Regions from separate parts of the Zea mays genome. Here regions 1 and 3 are each linked to region 2. Evidence: chromatin contacts called from public Hi-C data. All regions are on one chromosome and are shown on one strand. The core of a region is the stretch at or near the end of the contact, and the rest is flanking DNA. Distances in the headings are between cores, read along the strand shown.

Region 1 (3,165 bases), core at 268-2,767, 190 kb after region 2:
TAATGAGGCTGGGAAACGATCCCACGGAGTGCTCCCGTGTCCGTCGCCTCGGTTCGGCAGAGGCCAGCAACCGCGGCACCTGGTCCACAGCAGCAGCCACCACGACTCGCTAGGGCTAGGCCGACCTAGATGATATGCAGTGAGCTGATGGGAGGGATGGGCGAGCAAGAATTGGTACAGTAACCGGGAGACGATCTTGATTTATTCCTTATGTCATGAATTCCTTTTTATTTACACCCACACTTTCTAACTTTCGTACAATGATTCGTATATTTAAAACAAGGCTAACTTATGTTCTCATGCTTTACGAACCCTGGCATATGTCGCAAAAAATCCTTACCTAAAGAACTAACTCTGCAGCCTCTTCAAGCTCTAGATTTCAATTCTTATGGCCTAAGAAGTGTTTTTTTATTTCATAATATAAGCTTTCACAACAATCTAATTCTTGGAGTCAGATTCTATAAATACCCAACATTTACTAACCTACATTTTTTTTTCAATTGGTGCCATGACCATCACATAATGTTGATGAGCTATTCCCTCCAAGTTGCTGATTGCATGTGGATTACCATGCATGGCTATTTGCTATTTGGTTGTCTCGACCTTTCTTAGGATCTATTGGATGTAATACATATTATCATTATTTAGCTAATATTTGCTAACTACTACCTAGCAGAGTGGATAGTAGGTTGTGGTGTTTATATCCATAACTAATGGGTTAATTAATAATTGGAGAGTAATGTTCCTGTTAGCCCCCATTGTTTGGGTAGATAGTAAGATAATGGGGATTTAGAAACAATCTAAAGTTTATTACAATCTGTTATCTAGACCTATTTATATCCATAGAGCTAAAGTTTAGCAGATTGCTACATCCTCATTATTAGTTTGGAGCCAAACATGTCCTGATTGTATAATTTAAATGTTTATAGGAGTAACCAATTTGTTTTAGCTTTGCTATTTTACGAGTGTCAAGATGCTTAACTATTTCATACTTGCTTTGTAGGAATGTTCGATGCCGACAACATCTTGCTCTACCAGAAGGTACCAGCTCCAAATCAAGAACCAAAATTTAGGAAAAATACGAACTGCAACCTTATCCGTCATCTTTAGTAATTCATGTGTTTATCTTATTTGCACCAAGAACTATGCTGGAGGCTATAAAACTATGAATGTTATTTGTGACATGTAAATAATACTAGCTTGTACATGCATCTAAATGCATATAAGAAACACAATGCACCTTTTGTTTGCATTCCATGTAAATTATAAATTAAATCCAAACATTGAAAAATTACAAAACACACACACACAACACTATGCGCGCATGGGCGCGCGCAAGACACTAGTACATAATAATAACGATATTGTTCGCTTCGGATTAAATTAAACCAAGCGAGTATGCGTGCATGTGTACGTCGGATGCTTTGTTTGTTCATTTGTGGCCCGTGAAGTAATATTTGGGCCCAATAGCCCATTCATCCATGTCCTAACCCTAGGGCGCGTTCCTTATAAAACCTATCTCCATTCTGTTCTCACTCTCAGACACCAGACGCAGTCGGCTGCCGCAGACTGGTAGTAGCCGGCGCGCCGTCACCGTATCCTCAGATCAGAGGCGAGCAGAAACCACACCACTCTACTGACGCCCGACGAGGTACACTTCCGCGCGCGCGCTTCTCTTCCTTCTTTTTTCGCTCGACGAGGTACTCTGCTTCACGCGCGGGCGCGCTTCTCTTCCTTCTCTTTTCGCTCTGCCTTGAGCCTGTTCGTTTGATGCCCAGATCTACTAGGTTTGTCGATCGTCGTTATGTGTGATGAGCTGAGCCGATTCATGCACTGTATTTTTAATTAAGTGTTTTTTTCCTCCGCCGCTACCTTTATTGTCTATGTATGAACTTGCAGCTTACAACTGGTTATTGAGCCATAAATTGTAACTGAGTTTCCGAGATCTATAATATTACGTGGCTGAGGCGCTTCATCTCTGTTTTGTTTGTATGACAGTAGGAGTACTAATCCAAGTTTAGCTTCCGCTTCTTCATCTACCTTTAGTATGTATTTCGTATATAAATACGATTGCAGTTTGCAACTGATTCTCGGCCATAGATGATTACCGTTGCGTTGTTCATCGGGTCTAGTTTCGGATCTCTGATGTTGTGTGGGTGGGGTACTTCGACTTGGGTTTTCCTGCCCTTTGTTTGATTACTGGTTTATTGACATATATTTATCTATTGACTTTTTATCTGCTATGTTTGATGTAAGCAGCAGTGTAACATTTTCCTTCAGCCATGGGTAAGGAGAAGACTCACATCAACATTGTGGTCATTGGCCATGTCGACTCTGGCAAGTCGACCACCACTGGCCACCTGATCTACAAGCTTGGAGGTATTGACAAGCGAGTGATTGAGAGGTTCGAGAAAGAGGCTGCCGAGATGAACAAGCGGTCATTCAAGTATGCGTGGGTGCTTGACAAGCTCAAGGCTGAGCGTGAGAGAGGTATTACAATTGATATTGCCCTGTGGAAGTTCGAGACCACCAAGTACTACTGCACTGTTATTGATGCCCCGGGACACCGTGACTTCATCAAGAATATGATCACTGGCACTTCCCAAGCTGACTGTGCTGTTCTTATCATTGACTCAACCACTGGTGGTTTTGAGGCTGGTATCTCCAAGGATGGCCAGACCCGTGAGCATGCTCTCCTTGCTTTCACACTTGGTGTGAAGCAGATGATTTGCTGCTGCAACAAGGTATGATTCCAGGAATTTCTATTTATTCTGGTTCATGAACTGAGATGCCTGTAAATGTATTTCAATAGTCTAGCAATATTTATCTTCTCTCAGTATTACTGCCTTCAAGTTGAAAATACTGCATTTGTGCTGTGATTGAATAGCTAATGTTAGTTGTATGCTAGTTTTGACAAAGTGAAACACTGATTGCTTGCATTTTAAAGGCCATCTGCTTCCTACATGTTTATGTATGATAGCAATCCATCTTTATTACTTCGCAAGTTAACATCTTTATTACCTCGCAAATTGGCATAATATAATATGGTTTTCCAGGATTTTTTCCCAATAGGTGATGTGTATTTATGATTTCACCTGTTTTTAGTTTTTTTTGTAGTTGGAGTACTTGCAATGTGTATGTGCTGAAAGCACAAGGAATTGCATA
Region 2 (2,733 bases), core at 155-2,654:
GCTCTTATATCTACACCTCATATTAAAGAGAGAAATTCTGTCATGGTAGCTTTTTTCTAGCCTACCCCAACTTGCTTGAGATAAAAGGCTTTGTTGTTGTTTGTTTTGTCGTAACTTTTTTCTGACTCCTCATATACACCGTCCTGTGTTTCTTTCCAGATCATTCTGTGTGTAAGACATCTGTGTTTCTGTTCCAGGTCATCCACATTTCTGTTCCTGTTTCAGTCAGACCTCCATTCGGATTTTTCGTTCAAACTTCATGCTTGGTTATTTTTGTCTGACTTTTTTCCGCTTGGTTTCCATGATTTTGTCTTCCGCTTTCCAGATCCAAGTGACTGCGATGCTTTTTTTCCTGTGATTCATGTCCGATGTTTTCTTTCTTATGTTTTCAGTCTGAACTCCATTTAAACATACAATAAAAATAATAGATATCTTTGAATGATTGGCTCTTTTCTAAAAAAACAATGATTATAACCAACTTATTAATATTGTTTTGATAAAAATCAAAACTCTTTTTATGAAAATCCAAAAATCTAGATTACTTGATGGTTCGCCTAATTACACCATCAACTAAAACCATTATCTTAAACAACATGGGTATGTAATCGTATTTACTTGACCAGCAAAAGAACAATGTCCAACGTCTACAGTATATGTAGTTTACAAATGTTGAGCCCCCACACCAACGAAACATTGAACCCACACCAAATAAACTACATAGTTTAAAGCATCAGGAGACTATCATGGCACAAATTGCACTGGCAACTAATTCTTACATCCACATAAAATTAGATTGAAAATATAACGATCAAACACATCATCCTAACCAATATCTCGTAAACACATATAAGTAACAGCAGATCATCGCATCACAATCACTCAACCACCAAGCCAATCCTAGCCAATCAGAAAACTAAAATGAACTATCACACGGGAAGGGAAGTTGAGGATTCGCTTACCCTTGCTGGCGCTGATGAGGAAGTAGCCATCGGGTGTGACGGGGCTGTAGAAGAGGTCCACCACCGGCCGCGAGTGGCCGTGGCACACCAGCGGTATCGCCACCTTCTTCTTCTCCATCGTCTGGATTCGCTTCCGTTCCCCGGGTGAGAAAGCACCCTAGCCCGTCGAACCAATGATTACCCTGGAATGCGACGCCTCCGCGCGCCCAAACCCTAGCACACCGATCGAAAAAGAGAGGAAACCTACAAAAAACGGGGAAAATCGGAGGATAATCGAATCGAATCGAATCGAATCGCGCAAATCGTCGCGGGGGGGTAAGGCGATCCGGATCCTAAGGGTTGGATCTGTACAGGCGCTTTATTGGGTGGATGGATCGGCAGGGGCGGGCGGGCGTATGAAGCGAGGCGAGGCGAGGCGAGGCCGGCCTCCTTGGGCTAAAGTGTGGGGCAGGGGGGCAGGGGCAGGAAGCCAGACCCTGTGCTTATATAGGGTTAGGACTTGGGACGAGCCGAGACGAAGCGGCACGCGCTCGATCGGTCCTTTGGTCATGATCGTAGGTCGTAGCGGGAGGGTGACTGCACGAGTGGTAGCTGATGTTGAGCTTGGGGGTCGTTGCGGAATGCTGGTTGTTCGGTTAGGCCTAGTTTCGATGCTTTTGAATTGGAGTGGCTCAGAGGTACCAAGGGTGTTTAAATTCTTTTTGGGAGCACAGTTTTGTTACAGTTTTGAATGAATACTGTAGTATTTGATGATACCGTAGTATTAAAAATTAAAACGTGTTTGGATGCTACTAATAAAACACAGTTTCAAATACCATGGTCTACTTAAAGCTGTAGTATTTTTAGAGTTTTGGAAAGAGTTAATTCCCTCTATGCCACTGAAAATTATATCGATACTTTATGTGCCATTATAAATTATAGCATTCCTTCTATGCCATCAATTTTAGATTTTATTCCCCTCTCTACCATTGCCGTCAAAAGCTGGCCAACGCCGTTTGTTGGTGTAGCTGGACCCACATGGCATGCACTAACCTCCTCCCATCATCTTTGTTTGCCATGACCAGCAAGGCCGAAGGCGAAGCAGCACCGACCGCAGCCCCCCCGCCGGCCTGGAGCGTGCGTGGCGGTCTTGTCGACCTTAGCTCGACGTCGGGGACCGGGCCGAGGCGAGCCAAGGCTGTTCGACGGCGGCGGGGACTGAGCCGAGGCAGACCGATACTTCCACTGCACGTCCGTTCGCAAGCCCACCGTCGACACCTCCCAACGTCGGCTCGTCGAACACCTCAACATTGGCGACGTCCAGTGCCTCGAGGGGACGCGCTCGAGCTCAAGACCCTGCCACGTGCGGCGTTGGCCTCGAGGCCTGCTCGCTCTGCATGCCGCTGGACGACTGGACTGCAGGCGCCTGTGCTTCGCGGGGTGCTGTGACCTGATCCGTGTGGTGCCTGCCTGCCTGCCCCCCAGCCCCAGCCATATGTCGCGCGCGAGGACCCGAGCTCTGCTCCTCGCCTGCCCTTGCATACGCGCTGCTGCAGCCTGCAATCAGCCCATGCATGCATGAAACGGTGAACCGACATTGCATCATCGACTCCATCCATCCATCCATGCATCTGTGCCTGTTGTCCGTCCTATCGAGTGTGCGTGCGTCCGAGCGAGCACGTAGGCCGACCGGTCCCGTGCGTGTTGTAACCTTGTGGCCGACGGTGGACGTACGGCACACGCGAGGCTGACTGTCTGCACCTGCAATATGCATGCGCATGCATGGAATCCGAAA
Region 3 (3,095 bases), core at 557-3,056, 210 kb before region 2:
GTGAGAAAGACAAGTGGAGTCATGTATTAATAGTGAAGAGCTAAATATTATACAAATGAGCTAAATGGTAGACTGCAACTGTCCTTGCCATCAATGGTCGGCTATATTATTAAACTTACTCTGACAACCCGTTTGGGTGTAGATATTGAAGTCTAGAATTAGAAATTGGAACCAAGATTCCTAAATTATGTTGTTTGCTTGTATAATGAATTTATAGTTTAAATTAAAGTTCAATTCCTCAGTATTAGACTATAACTAGAAGTTGTCTCACATAATTTAGAGAATAGACCTTCTGTATTGGTTGGAATTGCAATTCCAGATACATCCAAACAACAGATTTATATTGCAACTCATTTCCAATATCAAGAAGATTTAGTATTAATCTAATTTAATTCTACCATCCTTAATGCCTACATCCAAACAGACACTGAAGGGAATTTTTTTGGTTGGTCATAGGGTTGAAAACGAACGGGTAAAATCTCGTCCCGATCCGTACCGTTTTCCATATTTGATTCTCTCGTTTTTTAAATTTGTGGAAAATCCATAAATAGTTCGAAAACGAGAGACGGTCGGGTTGAACCCGTATTTGAGAAATCCAAGATCAGCCCAATATATATTAGTGCATTAGTTAAAGCCTCATATCCTTATATGACAAATTATATCACAAGAGGTCGTTATAGCCATCGACTCAGTGACAAGTGGTCTAAAGACTTAAACAACACCACTCATAGCTATAAGTACATCATAAACAAGCAAACAACAACTAAGTGTTACCTCTATGTATCTATTTGTTTCATGTTATTATCTTGCCATTCAATAACTAACTAACCACCAATATTAGTGTGTTTGTATAAGTTACAAGTTTCGGCTTAATATTCACGTCCCTTTTTTACACCCATTTATTCTACATCTATTTTCGTTCCTGGCTATTCTAGACCTGGTCTCGTTTTCACCAATAAAATACGGAAATGGAAACGAGAGGGGTTTTCTGTCTATTTTCGTTCGTTTTTATAGTCGGTCATGTGTTGCAAGTATAGGTGACCAGATGGGTCAAGTTATATGGGACGACACGAGGCACCACCATTTTGGCCGGCATGAGACCCATCATGGGTCGTGCTTGGACTTAGGTACAAGCCCATTGGGCGACACAGGCACGACCTATTTACTGTCAGCTCATTTAGCACGATGCTAATCACGGATAGCCCATCAAACCGACCACGACTTAGCATGACCCGTTTGTGGCCTAGTCTTGTCCTAATCTAGGCCACCATAATATATATAAATATGACCAACTCAATCCCCACTTTCATCTATTTTCGAGTTCTGTAAAAAAATGAGAAAAATAAGCAACAAAAAATAGGAAAAATAAATTATTTTCAAGCTATGTTATAAGGCAGACCTTTGGTCACTCAGAACCTTAGCACGATACGACATGATAGTCTATCATAACCCGTTTTAAATTAGTAGGGTTATGTTTGGGCTCAGACTTCGGCTCACGGACAGACACCATAACCCCGCCCGCTATTTATCTGTACCGTGTCTCGGATCGATTAAATCGGCACGGCCCATGACGGGCTCCGGCCGTGCTTGCACGGCACTGTCCATTAGCCACGTGTAGTTGCAAGGTGTGACGAGTGTTAACTTCACCCGTCCAATCGATTTTAACACGCGGGGGCCTGCGGTTAGAGATTGGACAAGGCCCGCCAGTAATCTTCTGGTCCAAATGTTAACACGCGCGCAATTGTAAAAGAAATATATGTCTATATAGTAAAACGCGAAGAGAGAGATACTTCTGCGGAAACGAATGGCAGCAGCAATGGCCAACACCACATGCCTCCGCTCCCGCCTCCTCGTCCTCCCACCGCCACCGGCGCCCCGCACCGTCGTGTCCTTTCGTCTCCGCCCATGCGCTACTACGATCTCCTCGTCCTCCCGAAAGAGGAGACCCCGTCTCGCGGCACGGGCGGCGCCGCCCGGCGGCGCTGTGGCCCCGGCGTCGGCCGCGTCGAAGGAGGATGACCAGGGGGAGATGGGCAGCGGCGGGGGCCTCTCTGCGGATGATGCAGAGAGGCTGTGTCAGTTTCTGCGGGCCGACCTGCCGCACCTGTTCGACGACGTCGGCATCGACCGGTCCGCGTACGATGACCGCGTGCGGTTCCGCGACCCTATCACCCGCCACGACACCATCGACGGCTACCTCTTCAACATCCGCCTCCTCAAGCTCCTCTTCCGCCCCGACTTCTACCTCCACGCCGTCAAGCAGGTTCAGCGCGCTCGACTCTGGCGAGGACTCGCCCGTGCGCAGCGAAGTTTCTAGTTGTGGCAGCTGTTGACTGTGCTGAATTTGGTTCTAGACAGGGCCGTACGAGCTCACCACGAGGTGGACCATGGTGATGAAGTTTATGCTCCTTCCCTGGAAGCCGGAGCTGGTCTTCACTGGCCTGTCGATCATGGGCGTCAACCCGAAGAATCTCAAGTTCAACAGCCATGTGGTTAGCACTCTTGCTTATCAGACGGAAATTAGATTCGTGTGGTTTTTGCCGCGCAGACATAAAACATTGTGTTCATTTCCCCTATTTGTTACCACATTGAGATACAGCGTATAAGAACATGCAAATGACAATAGTACATGTAAAGAGCAATATATAGTTACAAGTTGTCAGGTGAACTAGTTTGCACAGTACAAAAATTAACAGAGGTTTGTCTGACAAGTTTCCTGCCTGTTTCGTATACGCCATGCTGTATACTCAGTGGCAAATCTAGAGTAAATTTGACGGGTGTGCAATTTCTTCATGGATGCATATACATCAAGTAATGTGGGTGCATATATGGTGAAAATCTGCGCATTTTAACTGATTCTGTATTTTTTAGGGGTGCATTTGCACCCCCTAGAATGAACCTAGCTTCGCTCATGTGTATACTTGTAGTTCGTTGATAGCTTGTCAATTGTCATACACTAAACCCTATCCACTACCGGAATCCGGGCCTTTGCCGAGTGCCGGCCGGTTTGCCGAGTGCTTTTTATCGGGCACTCGGCAAAGCCGACTTTGCCGAGCGCCGCACTCGGCAAAGTCCTACGTCGAGTGTTACACTCG

The links. A called contact is a pair of places that touch in the nucleus more often than the background predicts.
Region 1: a Hi-C map of leaf shows a contact between it and region 2, with 3 times the contacts expected there. The contact joins the promoter of LOC542581 here to the promoter of LOC100274502 in region 2. A contact is called at or near these places in 13 of 25 Hi-C or Micro-C datasets (bundle sheath, ear, endosperm and 5 more) and 2 of 3 datasets of contacts at active chromatin or transcription factors (leaf and seedling).
Region 3: a Hi-C map of leaf shows a contact between it and region 2, with 2.8 times the contacts expected there. The contact joins the promoter of LOC100274129 here to the promoter of LOC100274502 in region 2. A contact is called at or near these places in 11 of 25 Hi-C or Micro-C datasets (bundle sheath, ear, endosperm and 3 more) and 2 of 3 datasets of contacts at active chromatin or transcription factors (leaf and seedling).

Annotation. Positions count from the first base shown.
Region 1 is chr9:92,391,239-92,394,403 of Zm-B73-REFERENCE-NAM-5.0, forward strand. It overlaps LOC542581 (elongation factor 1-alpha), which reads left to right and starts at 1,518. Exons shown (of 3, transcript NM_001112117.2): 1 at 1,518-1,651; 2 at 2,260-2,744. The coding sequence starts at 2,283.
Region 2 is chr9:92,196,818-92,199,550 of Zm-B73-REFERENCE-NAM-5.0, forward strand. LOC100274502 reads right to left here and starts at 1,405. Exons shown (of 7, transcript NM_001148860.1): 1 at 960-1,405. The coding sequence starts at 1,077.
Region 3 is chr9:91,987,482-91,990,576 of Zm-B73-REFERENCE-NAM-5.0, forward strand. It overlaps LOC100274129, which reads left to right and starts at 1,807. Exons shown (of 9, transcript NR_158626.1): 1 at 1,807-2,263; 2 at 2,355-2,492.